2 separate regions of the Oryctolagus cuniculus genome follow, and region 2 is linked to region 1. Evidence: chromatin contacts called from public Micro-C data. All regions are on one chromosome and are shown on one strand. The core of a region is the stretch at or near the end of the contact, and the rest is flanking DNA. Distances in the headings are between cores, read along the strand shown.

Region 1 (6,554 bases), core at 1,172-3,671:
CCCAGCATCTCCACCACCAGGGAGTTAAATGGGAAACTAGGGTAACGCCAGGGACAAAGAGCAGACAGCTTCCAAAACACAGGCATTTGCTTCATTTGCAAAAACACAGACAACTGCTACTAATTAACTGTGGCGCTTAAGCAGATACACGTTCCAGGAGGTCCACTTGGGTTGAAAAAGCAAACCAAGACATGAAGCAAAAGTCAGGCTTCCAAAAATCTATCAAGTTGATGGGAAACATGTTCGCTGAGAAACTCACGTTAGCTTTCAGTGTGAAGGTCACGGGAGGCAGTGCGGAGGGCGCTGACCCCTCGGCTGCCCCAGGGTGGACACTGGCAAGCTGGGCTCGGGGAGTCACCTGACCCCCTTGGAGAAATGGCACCTTAGCCCAAACTGCCCCTCTTGCTTCTCCAACCACGTAGAAAATGACTTCAGAACAGGAGCTTGCAGAAACTGAATCACGCTTATTTCAGTCCGAACGAATTACGCATTAAATGATTTATAATTATACCTATTACAGGTGGAGTCTGATTTTGCTGGCCAATTAAGGGGGGGCTCCACCTATACCACTAAGGTGCAATTACTTCACTGCGTAATCCTATTCCAGCACCCATTTGCACGTGGAGAAAGGTTTCTACCTGTGTTTCAGGAACTGCAGAAGGCAATCAGCCAGGATACAGAGTTTGTGGGCAGCAGAGAAAATTCTAGAACTGGTTCTGTCCTCGACCTCCACCTGCATTGGTGTGTATTTTACGAGGTCCCAGCCTTCGGGTGAGATTCCAAACTCCTGGCGCCCCGCGAAGAAGGGGGTGGAGGTGGGGCAGAGGTGTTGGCACTCCCAATCTGAACTTGGCACAGCTCGGCTGCCCAGGAGGGTCCAAGAGTGCAGCCTCTGCGGGAAATACCCGCAGCTACCACGTTCCACGAACCTGCCTTTCGAATTCTCCACGAAGCCGCGGGGGCTGCAGCTCGCTTCCAAGGTCGGCCGCGCCCGCCAGCTCGGCCTGCGCACGGGGCATCCACCCTGCACCGCGCACACAGCTCGCGTGCTCCCTCCCCAAGGCCCCGTTATCAGCCTGCTGGGGGCTGCTTGGCGCCCCCTCGGCAGCCAGACACGCACGTTCTGTACCTCGGAGCTCCCGGGGTCTTGCCTCAACCCTCGTTCAGGTACGAGAGAGGGCAGGCCCTGGTGCGCACCGCCAGGCTCGCGCGTGGCCTCTGTCGGCGGGCGGCTCGGGCACTCCTCGCGTGGACTCCACGCCCCTCGCTGGAGGAGGCCAGGGCCTGGGCGGCTGCTGTCCCGGTGCTGCCCCCACCCCCCTAAACCGCGTCGCCTCGCTTTGGCTGTCCCAGCGCCGACACTAAGCGGTTGTGAAATCATCAAAAAGGTGGGGAGGAAGGGGCGCGAGAAAGGGACGGCCAGGCGGGAGTAGTCTCCACGGAGTCTCCATTTCCTGGATGCTGGAGCTCCCGGCTGGCGGGGGCCGAGCCCCCCGCGCCCGGCCGCGGCGGGGCCCGGGGGGGCGGGGACCCGGGCCCGGCACCCGCGTGCTGGGGCGCCCTCCCGTGGCCGCGCCGCGGCCCCCGCGCTCCGGGCTGGCCCGCAGACCGCGCTCCCCGCGGCGGAACAAACAAGGGACGCAGAAAGTTTCCGAGCCAGGCGGTTTGCGAAAGGACGGAGCCGGGTCCCGGAGCCGCGCGGCGCAGGCTTGGCGGGAGCGGGGCCCCAGCCCGAGGCGACCTCGAGAAGTGAGGGCCCAGACTGAACCCACCCCCCGCCCCCGGCAAGGGCTCCGAGGTGTCCTCGCCAGGGGCCTCCAGGACCCCAAGGGCGCAGGGCTTCTCCCCGCACCGCGTCCTCACAGCGGAGAGGAGGCAGGGCCCAGGCCCGGACCCGGCGCCCCGCGCACTCGGGCCACCGGGGCTCTAGGGTTTGCTTAATGGAAGGGAAGTGGCGCGCCAACTCCCGGGGCGCCTCGGGAGCCCCAGCGGTCTGCATTCTGCTCGCCAAGAGCCCACCTGGGCGTCCCCCGCCCCACCCAGCGCCGGGCTGACCAGCGGGACCCGCAGGCGCCCGGCCGCCCCCAGAGCTGGCCTGTGCGTTCGGGAGCGGATGCTGCGGCGGGGCCCCCCGCGCCCTCAGGGGTCCCGGCGCGGCGCCTACCTCGTCCACGGTGAGCGGCATGCAGATCCGGTACTCCTTAAGCAGCATGGTCCTGCTGGCCGCGGACCCCGGGGCGCGAACTGGGGGCTGGGGGGCGCCCGGCACAGGCGGGCGAGGCGGCGGCGGCGGCGAGCGCTCAGCTCCGGGCTTCCTCCTCCGCGCCCCGGAGCATGTCAGGGTCTGGGTCCCGGCGCTCACGGCTCCCCGCCTCCTTCCTCGGCGACGTGGGTCCTCTCAGAACGCGGCGCTGCCAAGTCGGGGCGCGAGGAGACGGCTCGGCTGGGCAGGAGCGGCCGCCCGATCAGGACATGCCCGGTAGCGGGCGAGCGAGGAGGGCGGAGGTTTCCAAAAAATTGGAAGGAAATGCACAGAAGTCACCCGCTCGAGCCGCCCGGGGAGGCAGAGCCGAGCCCGGCCGGCGCGCCCCACGCTAGTGTCACCACGAGCCGAGATGCTGCTCCCCAGCCAGACAAAGGCTCGGCCGGCGCCGCTCCCGGGCGGTAAACAAGGTTTCCCGAGCTTTGGGGGGCAGGTCCCCGAGCTGCTCCCGGGCTCGGCTGCGAGAGGAAGGGGAAGCCGCCGCCGCCGCTCGGCTCTGCCCGGCCGGGGCCCCGGCGCCTCCACCCTCGGCTCGCGGCTGCCAGGGGCGGCGAGAGGAAGCTGGCGCCTTCCGCGCGCGTCCCCTCCCCCGAGCCCCTGGGCTCCCCGAGCGCCGTGCGCGCCCGCGAGTTTGCAGCCGGCGCGCCGGGGCCGAGAGTCCGCGCCGAGCCGCAGGGAGCCCGGGGCCGGGAGGAGCGAGCGCGCCGGGGCTGACATCAGCAGCGGCCGCGGTGGGGAGGGTAGCCCCATCCGGCCAATGGGGAGACGGCAGGCAATGTGGAGGATTTAAACAAAACAGCTCGGGGCGCCGGGCAGGGGGCGGCTCCGGGGGCTTCTCTCGGCTCTTCTGCCCTCAGGGTCTGCTCCCCGGGAGCCCCCTCGCCCCGTGCAGCCAGTCCGCGTCCGAAGCTCACCAGGGTTGCTTGACCTTTTGGGGAGGAGGGGTAGGGAGCGTTTTCACTTCGGTCCAGTATGCAAGGCCGGTGCTGGGGAGGCCAGGGGGCTGCAGAGCAGGAGGAGGGGGAGAACAAACAAAACTAACCCCGGAGCTGGGCTCAGAAGGGGGCCTGGGGAGTGCAGCCGTGCGGAGGACAAGGAGGTCCAGACGAGAGGGGGTGGCAGGGGCACGCGGAGCCGCCGCAGCTTTGCCCCCTGCGCGCCCTGGATCCCCAGGTCGCAGCGGAGCACCACTGGGGATGCCGGCTGCGCTGGTATTTGGTCGGTGTGAAATGCAGCCCTCGCATTCCTAAGCGCCCCGGGAAGAGTCTGGTTCATTTGTCTGGTATTTTTGAGCTTGTTTTTCTGAAAAGTTGCTGGGTGGAAAAAAAAAAAAAGTGCATCCATTGCCTACTATAACCTGGAAGGCACCACCTTCTCTCCGGAAAAATATCCATGCTCTGAAGTCCAGCCGCTGGGACGGAGATGCAGAGGGCCCCTTGGTGTCACAGCAATCATTTCAAATGATGATGAATAAGCAGTTACCCAATGGAACAAGAGGAGCTGGTGGCAAGTCACCCAACTTCAAAACCCCGTGGCACGCCTGCTCAGGAAACGACACCCTACAGCCGGCTTGCATTTCAGTGCAAACTCTTTTCTAGATACTCCCCGAGTTGCCTCCCCAGTATGCAGAGCGGCTCATTAAAGTGAAACCGAATTCCTCGAGGTGGAAAGTCTAAATCTGACACTGGCTGTTGAATAATAACACATTGAAAGTCTGTGATAGCAGGACACGCTCAAGCTGTTCTTTTCTCTCCTTACTTGAAAACAAGAGCGGTGGTTTCGCTGGGGGCAGCCCGCTGTCTTCCCAGAGGCAGCCAGGACACCGGGTGGGACCTGTGGGTGCCAATTTTGGCTTCCTGGACAGTTCCTGACCTTGATTCTGGAACTAAATATCCTACTGAAAGGTGTTACCTGTGAGCACCTGCTCTCAGTTTCCCAAATTGCAATTTGGCACCAACAGCATCCCTGGAGGATGGGACCCCTGTGGGTACCAAAGTCCCCAGATGCTCAGGTCTCTGAAGTAAAATGACATAGTATTTGCATATGACCTGCACTTTATTATTTTTTAAAGATTTATTGATTTGAAAGGCAGAGTTGCAGAGAGAGAAGTCTTCCATCTGCTGGCTCACTCCCCAAGTGATTGCAACAGCTGGAGCTGGGCCAATCTGAAGCCAGAAGCTAGGAGCTTCCTCCAGGTCTCCCACATAGGTGCAGGGGCCCAAGGACTTGGGCCATCTTCTACTGCTTTCCCAGGCCATAACAGAGAGCTGGATCGGAAGTGGAGCAGCCAGGGATCGAACCAACGCCCATGTGGGATGCCAGCACTGCAGGCAGCAGCTTTACCCGCTGCGCCACAGCACCAGCCCCGTATGACCTGCACTTTAAATCACCTCTTGGTTACTTACAATACCTAATACAATGTAAATGCTGTGTAAGTAGCTGTTGTACTTTATTGTTTAGGGAATAACAAGGAAAAAAATGTACATATTCAGTGTGGATGCAATTTTTAAAAAATATTTTCATTTTTTAAAAATGTTCTTATGTGTACAACCCTGTTATTTTTAAATCTTTTGTTATTTATTTGAAAGGCAGAATGACAGGTAGGGGTTTTTTAGGATTTATTTATTTATTTATTTATTTGAGTTAGAGAGAGATAGAGACACAGAGAGAGATCTTCCATCTTCTGGTTCACATCCGCTCTTCTCCCACTAACCTGTGACCCTGCCCCAATGAACCCAATGGCTGCAGTGGGTGAAGCTAGGCCAGGCAGAAGCCAGACACCAGGAGCTTCATCTGGGGCTCCCACGTGGGTGCAGGGGCCAAGCACTTGGGCATCTTCCTTCCCAGGTGCATTAGCAGGGAGCTGGGTGGAAAGTGGAGACAGGACCTCAGCCCAGATGCTCTGATATGATGAGCGTCCCGAGCTGGGGTTTAACTGCTGGACAACAACACCTGCCCCTAAAAATATATTTCCTAGGGGTGGTCTTGGTGTACAGTAGGTTAAGCCTCCACTTGGCAGGTCTGTATCCTATATCAGCATCTGATCCAAGTCCCAGCTATTCTGCACTTTCAACCCAACTTTCTGCTACTGCCCTGGGAGGCAGCAGATGATGGACCAAGTACTTGGGTCCCTGCCACCCACGTGGGAGACGAGGATGGAGTTTCTGGCTCCTGGCTGGGGCCTAACAGGCATTTGAGGCGTGAACCAGCAGATGGAAGGTGGCTCTCCGTCTGTCACTCTGCTTTTCGGATAAATAAATCTCTCTTTTACATACGTGTTCTATCGCAGTTTGTTGAATCCCTGCAGCGGAAGCCCTGGCTGTATGACAGTGTGTGTCCTGCCCTCCTCCTCATGTGTGAACGTGCATCCCCATGCCTGACCACACTGATCTTGTATAAGCACCTTCAAAACCTCCCAGCGATTGGCCGGTGCCGCGGCTCACTAGGCTAATCCTCCGCCTTGCGGCGCCGGCACACCAGGTTCTAGTCCCGGTCGGGGTGCCAGATTCTGTCCCGGTTGCCCTTCTTCCAGGCCAGCTCTCTGCTGTGGCCAGGGAGTGCAGTGGAGGATGGCCCAAGTGCTTGGGCCCTGCACCCCATGGGAGACCAGGAGAAGCACCTGGCTCCTGCCATCGGATCAATGTGGTGCGCTGGCCGCAGCGGCCATTGGAGTGTGAACCAACGGCAAAGGAAGACCTTTCTCTCTGTCTCTCTCTCTATCCACTCTGCCTGTCAAAAAAAAAAAAAAAAACCTCCCAGCGACGCTCTGTGGCCTGCCTGGCAGGAGGTTCAAGGCCCTGCATCTGCTCTTCTCCCACTAACCTGTGACCCTGCCCCAAGCCTGCTCCAGTGAGATCATCTGTGGGGGGTGGGGAGAACTTCACTTGCACCTCAGCCCTTGTGCACTCCCACTGCCTTCACAGAGAATCCCTGCCCCCAGCCCATCCCCAAAGCCAGGTCTTTGTCGATCTGTGGTTTTGGAAAGTGACACACTGTGGTCATGACTGTGTGTTGCATGGGTTAGGACACAAAAGTGGGAGGTTATTCTATTATGGCAACGCAGCAGGAGACATATGGGAAGGATCTGAAACAGGAAAGGAAGCAGGGGGATGCATTCAAAAGATTGGGACAGGGCTTGGGAATTCAATTCCGCACAGCCAGGCCTACGGGGAGTGGGGCGCAGGGACAGTTCATTCAGGCACAGCCCGCTCGCTCACTCCCAGGGAGGAGAGCGCCATCTACTGGTCGAGCGCGGCTGTTCATTTGGAGATGTTTCAGCCACTGAGCGCCA
Region 2 (6,554 bases), core at 1,262-3,761, 40 kb before region 1:
GAAAGATCAAGTTCAAAATACAAAGCATGGGGTTTGGGGTTTTTCTGTGTGTGTGTGTGTTTTTTTTTTTTTTTTTTTTTTTTTGGCCATTTGGATCTGCATTTTCTGAAGAATGCAGTTCATTAGTTTAAAGAGAAAAAAGTGCTCACTCACAATGCCTACGCGCTTTCTCCGGGACAGGCCAAGAGAAGTTTATAGGAGGGCAGTGGGTGGACCTCTGGCAGGATTACAACAAAATTAAACTTTCATGGCCAGGAGTTTCCTCTCCCTTTCACACTTTTGTCTCTCAGCACAAAGATGGGCCGTTTTCTGCCACCGAGGTCGCTTCCCTGACGTCTTCCAATTGGCCCCACGGAATGTCGTGAAGGCAGGAAGGAAATACTACATCCAGGCTCAGAAAAACCCACAGCAAACGGCGCACTTTCCAAAATCTCACACAATTTATGCATCAGACAGCCACTTAGACTCTCCTTGCTCAGGAACTCTGCCCTCTTCATCCACATTCCAACCAAGACCTGAACCTGGCTGGTTTCCTGACTCAGAGGTGCATAGGAGGCTCCCAGGAGAAGAGGCATGGAAGGGGGGCAGGGGGCGGGGAGGGGGCAGGGTTGGTGTCATTTGGGACACCAGCATCCCCTATCAGAGTGTCTGGGTTACAGTCCCAGCTCTGCTTCTGATCCCAGCTTCCTGCTAATGCCCACCCTGAGAAGCAGCGGGCGATGACTTAAAGTCCTTGGGTCCCTGCCACCCACGTGGGAGACCCGGATGGAGTTCCTGGTTCCTGCCTTTGGCACAGCCCAGCCCTGGCTGTTGTAAGCATTTGGGGAGTGAACCAGGGATGGGAGATCTCCCGTTTCTCTCTCTCTCTCTCTCTCTCTCTCTCTCTCTCTGCCTCTGAAATAAATAAAACTGGCACGCTGATCACCCACTTTCCCCAAAAAGGTCATCAGAATTAGGCCCGAGTCCAGGACTCCAGGGCGCCCCCTAGTCCTCTGGGCTTTGACTCTGGCACAGCTCTCCACACAGCAGACATGGACCAGAGCCTGTGGACCAGAGCCCGTGGATCAGAGCCTGTCACTCCAGGGCTCGTGACCGCCTGCGGCTCCCACCACAGGAATGTTGGACGGCAGAGCCCTGCCGGGTGCTCCTCTTGCCCAGACTCCCGGCCTCGCCACTCTCCCCTTCCTCCAGGCTCGCTCAGCTTTTCCCTTGTTGACTCCTGGCTCAAGTCCACCAAGGTCACCCTCTGCCTGGACAGCCCCCAGACCAGCACCTGGATCCACTGCTCAGGTGTCAGAACCTATCAGCGCCTTCTCTGTTCATTCTGTTTAGAACTCCTGCTGCACCCTATTCCCCCACATACGGGCATCTCAGGCACTCCACTATCTCCCCACTGTGTATAGGGCTCTAGCAGCACTTTCACTGTCTGAAATTGCCCGGTTTCTGTTCATGTTCACCTGCTCACCGTCCATCAGCCCCGCAAGGGCCCGTGCCTGCACCCCTGAGCCGAGAGGTAGGCAAGCTAAGTACTTGCCAACTGAGTACAGGAACAACAGTGCCTGCTGCTGCACTAGACACCGGGATACAGAACACACAGGACACAGCCTGGCCCTGGGGGGATGGGGGAGGGGAGACACAGCTATCGTCCCATCCTCTCAACAATCCAACACGGTAGGTGCTGTTTTAGTTTCCATTTTACAGAGTAACTGAGGCTGGGTAACTTGCCTGAAGAGAGCCAGAGTTCAAACCAGGCTGTCTCTATCTAGAACCTGAGCTCAAGGCTTCTCCTGCTAACCAAGGTTATGTAACAGCCCCATGGGAGCTGGAAGAGGAACCTCTGCCTGCGGGGTAGGGCGGAGGGTGGGGGCGCCCAGGCAGAGGCGGCATCAACACATGCCAACAGGCTGGCTCCTGCAGGCAGAGAGGCAGAGGGCGCGCCACACGCAGAGGGGATGCAAAGTTGCTCCGGGTAGTGCCGTGTGCGCACGGGGAAAGTGGTCCAGGGCTCTGGCTTCATAGCAGAGGTGGCCACCATCGGTCCCGGTGCTGCTTCAGAGTCCTAGCCTGGCTCTCTGCCCCACCTCCCTAGAGAGCCAGCTCCTGATTTCAGCCCTGGAGTGGTGCCACCTGCTACCCACCTTCCCCTCAGTTGCTTTTTGCCCGGCCGCGGCTGTGGACTGCCCCGGCCCAGAGCTGGCTAGCCCTCAGGTGCAGCTGCTGTCCTGCAAGCAGAGCTGTGTTTGCACAAAGCCACCAGCCAGGGCAACGTGTGCCCCACCCACCTGCCCAGGCCTGCTCCAGCAGCCTGCAGCTGGGACCTTGCAATCTCAGGCTCTGTGCCTGGAGCTCCAGTTTCCCTTGGTCTGGCTCAGCTCAGCCCTTTGCGGGTGCTGACGGCAGGTAGGAGACAGGAAGACTACACACAGCAGGAGAGGGAGAGCCACGGAGCACACACCTGCAGCCTTGCTCCCGCATCCTCGAAGGCTTTTCCCATACCCGCTGCCCCTTTATCTGGCTTTGTCTTCTCCAGATGACATTACCTTGCTTTGCATGTTTATCCCAGTCGGTTAGTACAGGATCCACCTGCCCACCCCACCCCCCAGATATACGCAGCAGCAGGGCAGGGGGTTTGTGGCATCACTGCTCTGAAGCTCACTGTCCACTCCAGTGTTCAGCACGTAAGACTCACTCAGTAAACAGTGGAGAACTGATGAGCACAAAAGTCCATGTGGGCATGGAGCCTGAAGCCCACACCACAGAGGCCCTGTAACTGCAGTCAGTTTGTTTTGTTTGTTTGGATTCAATGAAGTAAACAGTTCATAAAATTCATACGGAAGTTTCTAGAACATAGCAAGCCCACAAAAATGTTGACTATTATTACAGAAAACATCTTAGACAGATGAACTTGATTCTGGCGAGCCACTCTTATCAGGAACACCCAGCTCCTTTCCTGAGAGCTAAAGATTTCCTGGCGGAGTGGCCCATTTGGGAAACAGGAGGCGGTGTGGGGTGTGGCAGCTGCTGAGGTTGACAACAAGATGGGACTGAACCCAACTGTCTTTGAGAGAAAGGAGTCGCTGGGCGGGCACTTGGTGCAGCAGTTTGGTCACCACGTGGGATGCGCAGGTGCCACACAGAGTCCCAGCTCCACTGCTGATCCCAGCTTCCTGCTAATGCGCACCTTGGGGAGGGCGCAGGCCATGGACGGGCTCAAGTCCCTGGGTCCCTGCCACCCATGTGGGAGACGCAGGTGGGGTTCTGGGCTGCTGGCTTTGGCCTGGCCCAGCCTAGCCCCAGCTGTTGCAGCACCTGTAGAGTGAACTAGTGGATGGAAAACCCCTGCCTCCCTTCTCTCTCTCTCTTTCAAATACAATGAAAATAAATAAGTAAAAATTTGAAAAGAAAGACGGTGCTGAAGCAAACAACAAAGAACAGGTGGCAAGAAAAAGTCAGCACGTTAAGACAAAGGGAGAGAAGTTTCTGAGTTTCCTTGGAGACACAGGACGCGAGAGAAGCACATTCTCGCGTGGCTGTGATCCTAAGGTGAGCTGTGGAAGACACATCTGTCTTAGCATTCCCGGCCACGGACACCTTGTCTGTTTTACAGACTGCTGTGTAATTGCACAGGGGGCGTGAGAGCTATTTTAAGCACATCCTCTTCTTATTCTTAGTTTTCCACTCAAGGTCCATGGCTTTATTTATTAATATCTCGGGCCCAAACCACAAGTTGAAAAGTGCCGACTCACTGCACTATCAAGGAATATTTTTGCACTGTCCCCTAAAACCAAACCGCCCGATGGGCTGTGTTCCTGCTGGGGATCCTGGTTGCCAGAGGCAGACAGGACAAGATGCAGCATGTGGGGTAAAGCTTAAGGTAAGCCAAGACAGGAAACACAAGCGAAAAAGACGCTACCGGATGTCTCATCACAAAGCAGAAACTACAATAAACTTTCAACATTCCAAGTTTTTTTTTTTTTTTTTTTTTTCAAATCGCAAAGCAGCAGAGCGAGTTAAAGGTCCAGAGAAAAGGCATTAGACACCCAGTGCCCCAAACTGTCTCACATCCTTTCTAAGCCTCATCTCTGCACCTCTGAAAGGGACCCCTTTTGCAGATGGGCAAAACGAGGTCCACAGAAGCTCAGTGGTTTGCCCCAGGCAGCTCGGATTCAGAACTGAACATGAAACTGTGTTCTTCGAAGCCAGGCTCCTCTGATGATTCCTGAATGCTAGTGCCCAGGTTCACCGCCCAGTGGGAAAAACAAAGCTCCCGAGACCGTTTTCCAAAAGCTAAATTTGGAGATAGGCAGTTGAGGCAGTGGGTAAGACACTGCCTAGGACCAGCCCATATCAGCATCTGCCTGGAGTCCTGGCTTCTCTGTCTCAGATCCAGCTTCCTGCTAATGGGCACCCTTGGGAGGCAGCAGATGATGGCTCTAGTGCCCGATCCTTGCCAAACACATAGGAGACCCAGACTGAGTTCTGGGCTCTTGGCTTCCACAAAGCCCAACCCCTGGTTATTGCGGGGACTTTGAGGAGTAAACCAATGGATGGAAGCTCACTTGCTCTTACACACACACACACACACACACACACACGCATACCCTCTCTCCCTTTCAAATAAAGTAAAAGGAAAGTTTGTATTCAAAAAAAAGTTAAATGCACACTATTTAATTCCTAAATTATATCCTTGCTAATGCCTCATACTAAAATACTCTTTCTTAAAAGAAAGAATATTTTGACAAGAAAATCCCCCAAATCATAAAACTCATAAAAATATAATTTTTAACATGGCAAACACTAATGGCAGAAATTATTACTTTGGAAGTTTTAAAATATCCTTACTTGTAGCATAAAAAGCGGGTGATCCTAGGTCAATCTCAACAATTTCTTTTGAAATTTCACTGACCCATGAAATTCAAGACTGGCTACCACTACACCATAATCAGTGTTTTCCAATTTGTCCATCAGTAGTTTATGAAACCGTTTTACTTGCTCAATACCGGAATTCTCTTTCTTTAATAAAATGGAAAACAGGAGAAGGTAACGACAGGTAGCAAAAGGTTGACTCATGTTTCATGAAACTCTTGTTGAAATTTTACACATGCATAAATGCACATTTGCACCAAATCAGGATACACAATTATTTACTGTGAGTCAAAAAACTTGGAAAGTTTTTGCAATGCGTGTGTTGCTTGGAGTAACATTTTCATTAATTATTGAACATTTGTAACACACAGAAAAACTATACAAAGTAAAAAATCATCTATAATCCCATCTCTTTCAAGTACCTCCTAGGATGCAGGTGATTTCCATTTATGGAGGCACGAGCTATAAGCAGCACTAAATATTCCTAAAGCCTTTAACATAGCAGCATGATTGAAGATGATGAATAATTATTGACAGCGTGCCACAAATGGAGGGCAGGAGACCCTAAAACAAGATGGACTACTATCATTTCGGACAGTGAGGCACCCAGCATCAATCTCTGATGACATCTATTGATTGGTGGAATTCATTTCTATCCACCTTGCTCAGACAAAGGAATGTAACCTTCCATCCTACAGGTAAGCATTGGATTCCACCGTTACCATTTTCAACAAAGATTCCACCAAAGCAGAGTACATATTTGCCTGAAATTTTGCTTTCAAGTGTTAAATATGGTTTATTTTTAGCTGTGGGAGTGATGGAATGTGTGTTAACGGGCCCTGGTGAGAATAATCAGTTCACAGCCAAACTCGAGGTGCAGCCCATGTGCACGTGTAACGAAGGGTGACTTTGAAAATGCAGCAGACCCAGCTCGCACACTCTTGTGGGGATTTGGAGGAGATGTAACACCAGGAATGGAGTAAGCACCCAGGGTCCCCCAGTGCTAGGAGACCAGAGCATTAGCATTAGTATGAGCTCATCCCACACAGCTCCTCCAAGGTGAAATCATGGAGACACACTCAGGGTAACTCAGGATGAGAGGAAGGTTGCTTGGGATGGCACCCAAGCCATTAAGGACTCCAAGGGAACCTCATAACCAGGAATTGAGAGATGCACATCAACATGGTGCTTGGACCTCAATGGCATGTCCAAAAGAACTGCAATGTGAAGAGGAATTCACACACCATCAATTAATTGTTTCATATCAAACATAAGCACCTTCCCTAGAATTGATAGAGAGTGTACTTCTCAGGAGGTAAATGTGGAATGCTAATTAGATAAGGTTTAGGAAATGATTATAATACATAAATATGGAAGCATCTTCTTTCTAAACATGTATAATTTATATTCAAAGGAGTTTCTGGCTCCAAAGTATAATCTTTTTTAAAAAAAAGATTTATTTATTTATTTGAAAGTCAGAGTTACACAGAGAGAGGAGAGGCAGAGAGAGAAAGAGAGAGGTCTTCCATCCACTGGTTCACTCCCCAATTGGCCATAGTGGCTGGAGCTGTGCGCATTCGAAGCCAGGAGCTTCTTCCGGGTCTCCCATGTGGGTGCAGGGGCCCAAGGACTTGGGCCATCTTCTACTGCTTTCCCAGGCCATAGCAGAGAGCTGGATTGGAAGTGGA

What was found. Hi-C and Micro-C count contacts between places; a contact is called where the count stands out from the background.
Region 2: a Micro-C map of ear pinna shows a contact between it and region 1, with 2.3 times the contacts expected there. The contact joins the enhancer-like site here to the promoter of PITPNC1 in region 1. A contact is called at or near these places in 3 of 6 Hi-C or Micro-C datasets (ear pinna, skin fibroblasts and an unstated tissue).

Annotation. Positions count from the first base shown.
Region 1 is chr17:13,446,956-13,453,509 of mOryCun1.1, reverse strand. It overlaps PITPNC1 (phosphatidylinositol transfer protein cytoplasmic 1), which reads right to left and starts at 2,421. Exons shown (of 10, transcript XM_070060432.1): 1 at 2,165-2,421. The coding sequence starts at 2,212.
Region 2 is chr17:13,487,203-13,493,756 of mOryCun1.1, reverse strand. The region is part of intron 1 of PITPNC1 (phosphatidylinositol transfer protein cytoplasmic 1); the gene reads right to left. Among named protein-coding and RNA genes, the nearest start is that of PITPNC1, 39 kb to the right of the region's middle. Within about 2 kb of position 2,511, at least 3 of the 8 cell types and tissues checked have an H3K27ac peak or open chromatin away from gene starts, as enhancers often do. A contact at or near this core is called in ear pinna, where this site is marked.